Linked DNA regions of Mus musculus: all the other regions are linked to region 1. The links are chromatin contacts, called in public promoter capture Hi-C maps. All regions are on one chromosome and are shown on one strand. The core of a region is the stretch at or near the end of the contact, and the rest is flanking DNA. Distances in the headings are between cores, read along the strand shown. Region 1 holds the start of B3glct (beta-3-glucosyltransferase). Region 2 holds the start of Zar1l (zygote arrest 1-like). Region 3 holds the start of Katnal1 (katanin p60 subunit A-like 1).

Region 1 (2,891 bases), core at 140-2,639:
AGATGGATCATCGGATCGGCCACTCTGGAGTTTGAGTTACTGGCAGTCATAAGCCAACAAATGTGGATGTAGGAATGGAACTCAGGCCCTCCAGGAGAGTAGTACATGGTCTTAATCACTGAGTCACCTCTCCATCCTTCCAGGATAATTTCAATGAAAAGTCTGATCCACTAAGCCCTCAAAGTTGTTTGCTACCAAAGTAGGGTCCTCAGTTGTGTTACTTGGCTACTAGATTTTTCTCTCTATTTACATCTTGTTTATAGGTACGGTGTCTAACAAAGGGAAGGAATATTTCCTAGGAGAATGCTAGAAAACTTTAGCAATGGGAAACTGTCTATCAGCTTTAGAACTTCCCAAGAAAGCCCAAGGAGTTAAAGCAGCCAACCAAGAATTTGGAAAAACTGTAGCGCTGGTCTTCATCAGTCAAGAGACTGGCACCAGTCAACAAGAAACACACAGAAACTAAGAAATATGACTGCCAAAGTCTTTATGAGCAGGCTTGCCCTAGAGTTTTACTACCTGTGGTTGGGGGAGATGTTCGGTGAGTCATTTGTCCTGTGACCACAGTGGCTGAAAGGCAACTCTAGCTGCCCTCTAGCCTCGCATCATCTAAACACAAGCCAGGGTTGCTCAGTCAGTCTTTTTTACATCCTTGGAGATGCAGGAGAAACTGTGTTTCTGGGAAGGGTCCCTCTAATTCTTCCCTGTAATTGTTTCCCTCTTTGGTTCACTACAATGTAACTGTAAGGTCCTCAGGTGGAACTCTTCCAGGGTGGGAGGGAGACCCTTCAGGATTCTGTGCTGGAAGGAACTCTGCTTATGTGACTTTTCCACCTCACTCTTCTCTGTGTTCTTAATTGATTCATTTTCATCAAGTATCTTGAATACCCTCTCTCTTCCATCACAGTGAACACTCAAAATAACATTAATAAAAATTTAGCTTTACACCAACATCTATTAAGAGCAAAACTCCGGGCCAAAGCTATTAATCAAATTCCATTTAAGAAGAGGATATTAAGTAAATTAGTTGAGCTGATTAAAAACACCTTCATCAAAGTAGAACATCGGTGCCAACAATATTAAGAGTTGAATTATCGATTTTGCTTTTTATAAAAACTGAAGATAGTCCATTAGCAGGGAAGAAAAAAACGATCCTTCTTCCTTCACTTTGAGGACAGTAAGGGTGATCTACTGCTAGGGATGGGGAAAGAAGTTCTGGGAAGCGAAGGGCATGACGGCAGAGTTTGTCAGAGGGTCAGAAAAGAAGCTCTGAGGTCAGATGCCCAGAGGAGGGCGCGGTCCAGCTGGGCAGCAGGACCACCTACAACCGCGCCGGTTGCGAGCGTACACCGGGGCGCTCCCGATCCCGGCCGCCAGAGGGCGCAGCCCGAGCCGGCGCGGCGCCGGGAAGGAGGAGGGGAGCGCGAGAAGGGTCAGGCGCGCAGGGCGTCCGCGCAGCTCGGCTCCGGGAAGGGCGCGGAGCCTCTGCCTCCGGGATGCGGCCTCCCGCGCTGCTGGCGCTGTTCAGCTGCTCCGCGGGTAAGTAGCGAGCGGCCCGGGCGGGCGCGGGGAGGGAGTCCCGGGGCTGCTGGCCACCCCCGCGCGGTTCCGGCTGCCGCCCGCCCCGTCCCGCCCCGTCCCGGCCGCAGCGCCCTCTAGTGGCGCCACCCTCGGCCCGCGCCCTCTCCATCTCCGCCTCCTTCCGCCGGGGCACGCGGGCTGGTGGGGAGGGCGCGGCCGGGTCGGGAGCCAGAGCCGCGCAACTGCTAGAAACTTTACAAGAGGCCGCGCCTTTCCCGCCCCTGCGCGCCGCCCGTGCGCCCTGCGGTGCACACCTCGCGCCCCACTATGAGCACCCCGCCCTGTGCGCCCCCAGCGCCCCGCCGAATGCTTGCCGCGCTCCGCGGTGTGCACTCCGCACTCCACCGTAGCTATCCTACGCCCCACGGCATTCATGCCACGGCCCGCCGTGTGCACTCTGCGCCCCACTGTGTACACTCCGTGCGCCCCACCGTGTGCACCCTCTGCTTGTGCTTACTCCGTGCCCGGCCGTACACCCCCTGCTCTCTACCGTGTGCCCCTGTGTCCCACAGCTGTGCACTCATGGGTCCCATAGTTGTGCATCCCATACCCCTAGATGTGCATCCCCGCGCCCCACCTTGTGCACACCCCTCGATCCTCCATGTGCATTCCCAGTGCCTGGAGGTGCATATCCCAAGTTTCACCCCTCCCGACCTTGAATACCGTATCCCACCTCACCGTGCATACCCCGCATCCCACTGTGTGCACCCCGCTCTCTACCTTGTGCATCCCCCGTGTTCCGCCCTGTGCACCCTGTACCTCCTGTTGTGGACAACCTGCACTCGGCCATGGGCACCCCTTTTCCCACTCCTCCGTATGTACCCTGGATCTCCTGCTGTGCATGACCGGTGTCCCACTATCTACACCCCACCCCCACCCCCGCCCATCGCCCCAGTCAAGCACACACCGTTTTGCCTTAAATACTCCATGCATCCCATCGTGTGTTCCTTGAGACCCTACCCAGCTTTACAGAACCCTGATACAGCCATTAGCACGCCCCAAGGCGCGCCCCCCTCCCCGTATCCCTTGCGTCACCCCCACCCTGTACCCTCAGCTCCTGCAATTTCCCAGAGACCTCCTCTCTTTGTGTACCACTCCCTAGGAACCTACAAACTTGGCCTGCCTTCCTCCTAATGCAGTTGGGCAAGGAGGGGAGGGAGGACCGGGGTGCCCCGCGGAACCTTGAGGCCTCCGGGAAAATCAGAGAACTGGTCCCAGGCAGTCCAGTTGCCTGTTCCTTTCTTCCCGTTTTCTGGAGGCCGTTTCCTCCCCCTTTCAGCTAAGATGATGTGGAAAAAAAGTTATAAAGT
Region 2 (2,891 bases), core at 209-2,708, 840 kb after region 1:
GGCACATGCCTTTAATCCCAGCAGCACTGGGGAGGCAGAGGCAGGAGGATTTCTGAGTTCAAGGCCAGCCTGGTCTACAAAGTGAGTTCCAGGACTGCCAGGACTATAGAGAGAAACCCTGTTTTGGGAAGAAAAACAAAAAAACATCCTCGATGCCTGTCAGCATCTATGCCAAAGAGGTGGAAAGATCTCCCACTGATGCGCCTGCACCTTCCAGGCCTCCGTGCCCCTCCCCCCACGCATGCCCCACCTCTCACACTTGCTTACCTTGTTGGTACCTGAGATACACCACACATAAGCACTCTCCCATCTCCTCTTACAATCTTTACAGTGAAAATAGCCATATTTTAGTTCCAAAAACTGAAAAGAAATTCAAATGGAAGTATTTTATTAACGGGGGTCAGGAGAAGAAGAGTGTAGATCCTTGTTTCGTAATTGATGGCTTAACGCAACAGCATCTACTTCTTGGACCTTGCTTTCAGCTATTCTCTACAGAGCCGTTAATTTAGCTTCTAGGCTCGCAGCCCTAGGATGTTTCCTGTCCATTTCCCGCAACACCAACAGCAACATCTCCAAAAATAAAAATCTAGGTTCACCTTTCACACACTCGAAGCTTACTGTCGGCCTCATCTTCACCAGAAATAACGACAAGACTTTTTAAAATTAGGCTCCATGCCTATATTACCAAAATTTGAAAAACACCCAGACCATGTAAACAAAGTACATGCTTCCAGAACGCCACCTTCCTCGCCCAAGAAAAGGTAGAAATAGCACTTACCGATCTGGAAATGGAAGGAGGGAGGACCCTGCTGGTGGGGGGCTGAGCAGAGAGAAAGAAGCCAGCTAAAAGCGGAGCTTCCCAAATGAGCTCTGCGCGTGCACATACCTGCTTTCCCTTCCTGTCCTGAGGGCTGTGGGCATATTCCTCCCCCAATTCCTTCAGCCGTGGGAACTGCTCCTCACGATCCCGGCTCCATGTAGGTAGCAGCAGCTGACTGGCCTCTGTAGGTCCTGTGAGCTCCTCCTGGCTTTCCTCGTCTTCCCCATCCTGGGGTCGCCGGATCAAGGCTCTCCGCCCTACTTCCCAAGCTTCGGTGGGCTTCCTGGAGCTGGTTCTGTCCGAGAGGGAGCTGCTGTGGAGGGTCTGTGACCCCTGTGAGCACTGCACTGACTTGTCCACTCGAAGGCTCACCTGTACGCCCACCTCCGTGGTGTGGACACTGCGTAGCCATAGACTCAGGTTGGGGTCCATCTGAGTGGAAACGGCCTGAAGCTGAGCCCTGTTGTAAGGGTTCATACAGGACTGCGAGACATTTGCTGGTACCCTAAGCCTGGCTAGGAAAATGGGAGCTCCCATATTCTGTGGCCAGTTTTGCTGTTGACAGTGTCTCCAGGGGCCAGGGTAGGTCAAAGGGTCTGTGGTCCCATAGCCACAGGGAACACAGAAAAGACGCTCCATTTGAGGGGAGGGGGGAGTTTCCTCCCTCACCCTCCTCTTCCTCTTTGTAGATTTGATTCGGGTTCACCCAGGTTTCTTAATTTATTCCAGAGCGGGAGCAGCCAGTTAGCTCCCTAATTGAAGTCACCTAGGAGATGACTAATTGTTTTCCCTACCTTTCCAATCAGCAGTGCTCACTAATTTTTTTTCTCTCTCAAGGTTGTTTTTCATTTCTGACTTCTTCACACATGCTTTAACTAGTAATTTCACTCACTTATTCTCTTGGTGACGACTTTGTTGATCTGGTATCAGTGGGTGAGGATATAAATTAGTATAGGTATTATGGAAACTAACACGGAGTCTCCTCAAGAATTAGCAATTGGCTGTGCTGTAGTGGAGCCTTTAATCCCAGCACTTGGGAGTCAGAGGCAGGTGGATCTCTGAGTTGGAGGCAAGCCTGGTCTACAGAGTGAGTTCCAGGACCGCCAGGGCTACACAGAGAAACCTTGTCTTGAAACACTTGCCATCAAAAATAATAATAATAATAATTAAAAATAAAGATTTAAAAATAGGAGGGCAGGAGAGATGTCTCAGTGGTTCATATTGCATCATATTGCAAAGTGCTCATAGCAACTTGGATTCCCAGTCACTGGGTGGCTCACAAACACCTGTAACTCCAGCTGGTAGCTGACATCCTCTTCTGGATATAACTTACACTCACGTACATAGACACACATTCACAGGCACATACATACTTTTTTTTAAAGATTTATTTATTTTTATTTATATGAGTGCACTATAGCTGTCTTCAGACACACCAGAAGAGGGCATCGGAACCCATTACAGAAGGTTGTGAGTCACCATGTGGGTTGCTGGGAATTGAACTCAGGACCTCTGGAAGAGCGGTCAGTGCTCTTAACCACTGAGCCATCTCTCCAGCCCACACACATACCTTTTAAAACTAGATAAATATATCTTTTAAAAGACATTTTCTTATTTAACATATATCTGCATGTATACCTGCGTGCCAGAAGAGAGTTCAGATCTCATTATAGATGGTTGTGAGCCACCATGTGGTTGCTGGGAATCAAACTCAGGACCTCTAGGAAGAACAGCCAGTGCTCTTAACTGCTGAGCCATCCCTCCAGCCCTATCCTTTTTTTAAAAAATAGAACCACCGACCTAGCAATCCCATTATTTGTATGCATATGCAAAGAAAGTGAAATCAATTAAGAGATTCTGCCCTCATCCTCATCCAAGAGTCAAACTCTGGAAGCAACCTACATATCAGATGACAGATGAGTAAAGAAACTGCCATATAAATGGGAATTTTAATCAGTCATTGAACAAGAAAGAAAAAGCATGTGTGGTGGTATAGGCCTTGTCATTCCAGAACCCAAAAGGCTGAGGCAGGAGACTCACAAGTTCGAGACCAGCCTAGCTACACAGCCAG
Region 3 (2,891 bases), core at 148-2,647, 750 kb before region 1:
CACCTCTTGGAGTCTTAGCATTTATATGCCCTCTGAAAAGTCCCCAGAATTCCAAACATCACACAGTCACGGAAACTATCTGGCTGTTGGCAAAAATCACATCCCTTGTACAGCATGAGGCAAATCGCAGTCAACCGCTGTGGACAATCTGAAGCAGCCCAATATCCCAAACCTGGGATTAAAACAAAAACAATTTTTATATTTCTATGTAAATTCCATGTTTAAAAAAAACACCAAAATTCTCACTACACATAATAAAAAGAGGAAATCATCCTGAGCCATGCTTAATATCAGCATCCTGAGACAGACAGGTGAGCTCCAGGACAGCCTGGTTTACACAGTGAGTTCTAGCTAGCCAAAACTACACAGTGAAGCCTGGTCTCTAAAACAAAGAAAAATGTGCATAAATCAATCAGGTATTTTTAAAAAATAGAAACAGAATACAGAACACTTCAGTGTAGTCAAAAGGAGATTGTTCAGAAAGTTCAATAAAATACATTTCTAGTAAAGTTGGCTAGAGGAGAAAGTCAGAAATGAAGGAGAGCTAGCAACAGAAACTTCCAAGGGAGTGAAAGACCAAACAAAGCTTAATGAAATAGACAAGTGTGTGAGATCGCAGCACATCAAAACCCACTAAGAAATCTCATCAGTCAATAAAACCAAGTTCGTTATTTATGACCTCCCCAAAATACTCCAGACCCATCAGCTTCGTGTGTGCGTTCTAGGAAGTGCTTGGGGAAAAAAGAAACAAATGCTAAAGACACTCTCCAGAAAAAGGCAAAAATTAACTAGCCATTGAAAGTTTAACTAGTCTTCAAAGAACCAAAATATGTGTGGGCAACATTTAGGTAGTAAGTGAAGAGTGGAGCCGGAAGGGGGCATTAATTACTCCATGACATTCAACCTCAATAGCTAACATGCAACATATATATATGTATATGTATTCAGACATCACCAAATAACAGTAATATCCTTCATCAGCTTTCACACTTGTCCTTTTAAATATTACTGTCCTCTGAACACACGCTAATGAATGGATTTTATATGCCAAAAGCTCTGAGGTACTTGAAAAATAAGCAGAAATACCTAGAGATTCACAGGGAAAGGCAAAGGCCTTTTAGTGAAGGCTTTGTCGGGTCTCGCATCGACCTTGCGCCATACATACGGTTCTGCACCAAGAGGCAGCACCCTAGGAGGCCCAGGCCCCGCGCGGTGGCGATGGAGCGGGGCCGCGAGTGCAGAGGCTGCGGGGCTGGAGCGCAGCAATGAGGCTCACCTGCGCTACCCCCGCCCGACGCACAGCGCCCAATCCAGCGACCACCCCGGAGCCCCCTGCAGACAAAGAGTCACTTTAACACCATCTGAGTAGCTCCCAATTTATCAGTCTGTCGCCGCGCTCCGGACCGCTGGGCTTTGTAGTTCTCGGCCCGAATCACCCAGCCAAGGCGGCGAGCCTGATGAGCCACCGAACTACAAGACCCATGATACCCTGCGACTGGTGCTACATTCTGCGTGGCTCTCCCGCTTCTCCTCCGGGGGAGCGGCCTGTTGCCGGCGGCCGAGGTCTTGCGGACTGGGGCTGCCCGCCTGGGCTCCGCAACCCGGCTCTCCCTGTCAAGCCCGGCCCCTCGGGCTCACCACTTAGATCCTGCAGGTCAGGGCTGTCAAGGAACGGGGAGGGGCGAGGCGGGGCGCCGTTAGCCGCCGCCCGCCCGGAGTCCGTTAGTTCGCGGCCGGCGCGAAGAGGCGGTGGCTCACGGTTGCCATGGCAGCTGCGGCAGTGCTGCGGAGAGGGCGTGGGGCTGAGTCAGCGTTGGGAAAGGGGGCAGTAGGGAAGGATGCTCAGAGGCGAGTGTGGCGAACACGGAGCCCTCACCCCACAGGATGAGGAACCCGAGACCCTAGGTGGGGCGTGCTGCACCGGCCGGCATCGGGGCGGGACGTGTGCAGCGACAGAGAGCGGCTTCTAAGGAGGCGACCTTGCTGAGCCAGCTCTGTGGATTGGAGGCTGCTCGCAGCCCCCTCCCGCCATCCTCCAGGGAGTGGAGTGAGAACGAGCCATTGCTTAGATAGCGTGTGCACACAGCCTACAGGAGGATTCTGGACTCTGGAACTCGTAAATGGCACTGCTCCCCACCTATTGAATTCGAAGCTATAATGGGTCTTATGCAGAGGTTTGTGCACTCTTCAGTGTACTATGGGCCTGGATTAACAACCTGGCCTTCTAACACAGCTCCTTGGCTAACTGGTTGGTAGCCGATGACCCGAGGCACCTTACCTACCTGCTCTGAACGTTTTAGTCTGCAAAATGGAACTATCTCTGTTCCTGAGAGAAACTTTTATGATAAAACAGAATAAAAGTCTGGCACCTCACACGGTAGCTTTCAGATACTAGTTAATCCAATCGTGATAAAAGTCAAAATATAAGCCGGGCGTGGTGGCGCATGCCTTTAATCCCAGCACTCGGGAGGCAGAGGCAGGTGGATCTCTGAGTTCGAGGCCAGCCTGGTCTACAAAGTGAGTTCCAGGACAGCCAGGGCTATACAGAGAAACCCTGTCTCGAAAAACCAAAAAAAAAAAAAAAAAAAAAAAAAAAAAAAGGTCAAAATATTTGACTAGCAGTTGAAGGTGGATTGGCCGATGGGGAAATTGTCCTGTACCGATTAAAAAGTGCTATATCGCCGGACAGGGGTGGCTCACACCTTTCATCCCAGCACTTGGGAGGCAGAGGCAGGCGGATTTCTGAGTTCGAGGCCAGCCTGGTCTACAGAGTGAGTTCCAGGACAGCCAGGGCTACACAGAGAAACCCTGTCTCAGGGGAAAAAAAAAAAAAGTGCTATATTTCGCTAAAGGTTTAGGTCAGGGAAGTGTCTGTAGCTGTCAGAACTCAT

Evidence for each region. Promoter capture Hi-C pulls out the DNA fragments that hold promoters and counts their contacts.
Region 2: a promoter capture Hi-C map of erythroid cells shows a contact between it and region 1, with 7 times the contacts expected there. The contact joins the promoter of Zar1l here to the promoter of B3glct in region 1. A contact is called at or near these places in 2 of 39 promoter capture datasets (the 3T3-L1 cell line and erythroid cells), 1 of 115 datasets of contacts at active chromatin or transcription factors (embryonic forebrain) and 1 of 9 other capture datasets (adipose tissue).
Region 3: a contact with region 1 is called in a promoter capture Hi-C map of erythroid cells, with 5 times the contacts expected there. The contact joins the promoter of Katnal1 here to the promoter of B3glct in region 1. A contact is called at or near these places in 1 of 39 promoter capture datasets (erythroid cells), 1 of 484 Hi-C or Micro-C datasets (CD4 T cells) and 1 of 115 datasets of contacts at active chromatin or transcription factors (astrocytes).

Annotation. Positions count from the first base shown.
Region 1 is chr5:149,676,841-149,679,731 of GRCm38.p6, forward strand. B3glct (beta-3-glucosyltransferase) reads left to right here and starts at 1,390. Exons shown (of 15, transcript NM_001081204.2): 1 at 1,390-1,539. The coding sequence starts at 1,497.
Region 2 is chr5:150,516,701-150,519,591 of GRCm38.p6, forward strand. Zar1l (zygote arrest 1-like) reads right to left here and starts at 1,459. Exons shown (of 4, transcript NM_001159693.2): 1 at 887-1,459; 2 at 268-360. The coding sequence starts at 1,459.
Region 3 is chr5:148,927,250-148,930,140 of GRCm38.p6, forward strand. It overlaps Katnal1 (katanin p60 subunit A-like 1), which reads right to left and starts at 1,398. Exons shown (of 11, transcript NM_153572.2): 1 at 1,277-1,398. It overlaps Gm36446 (a long non-coding RNA gene), which reads left to right and starts at 1,563. Exons shown (of 2, transcript XR_377236.1): 1 at 1,563-1,654; 2 at 1,884-2,373.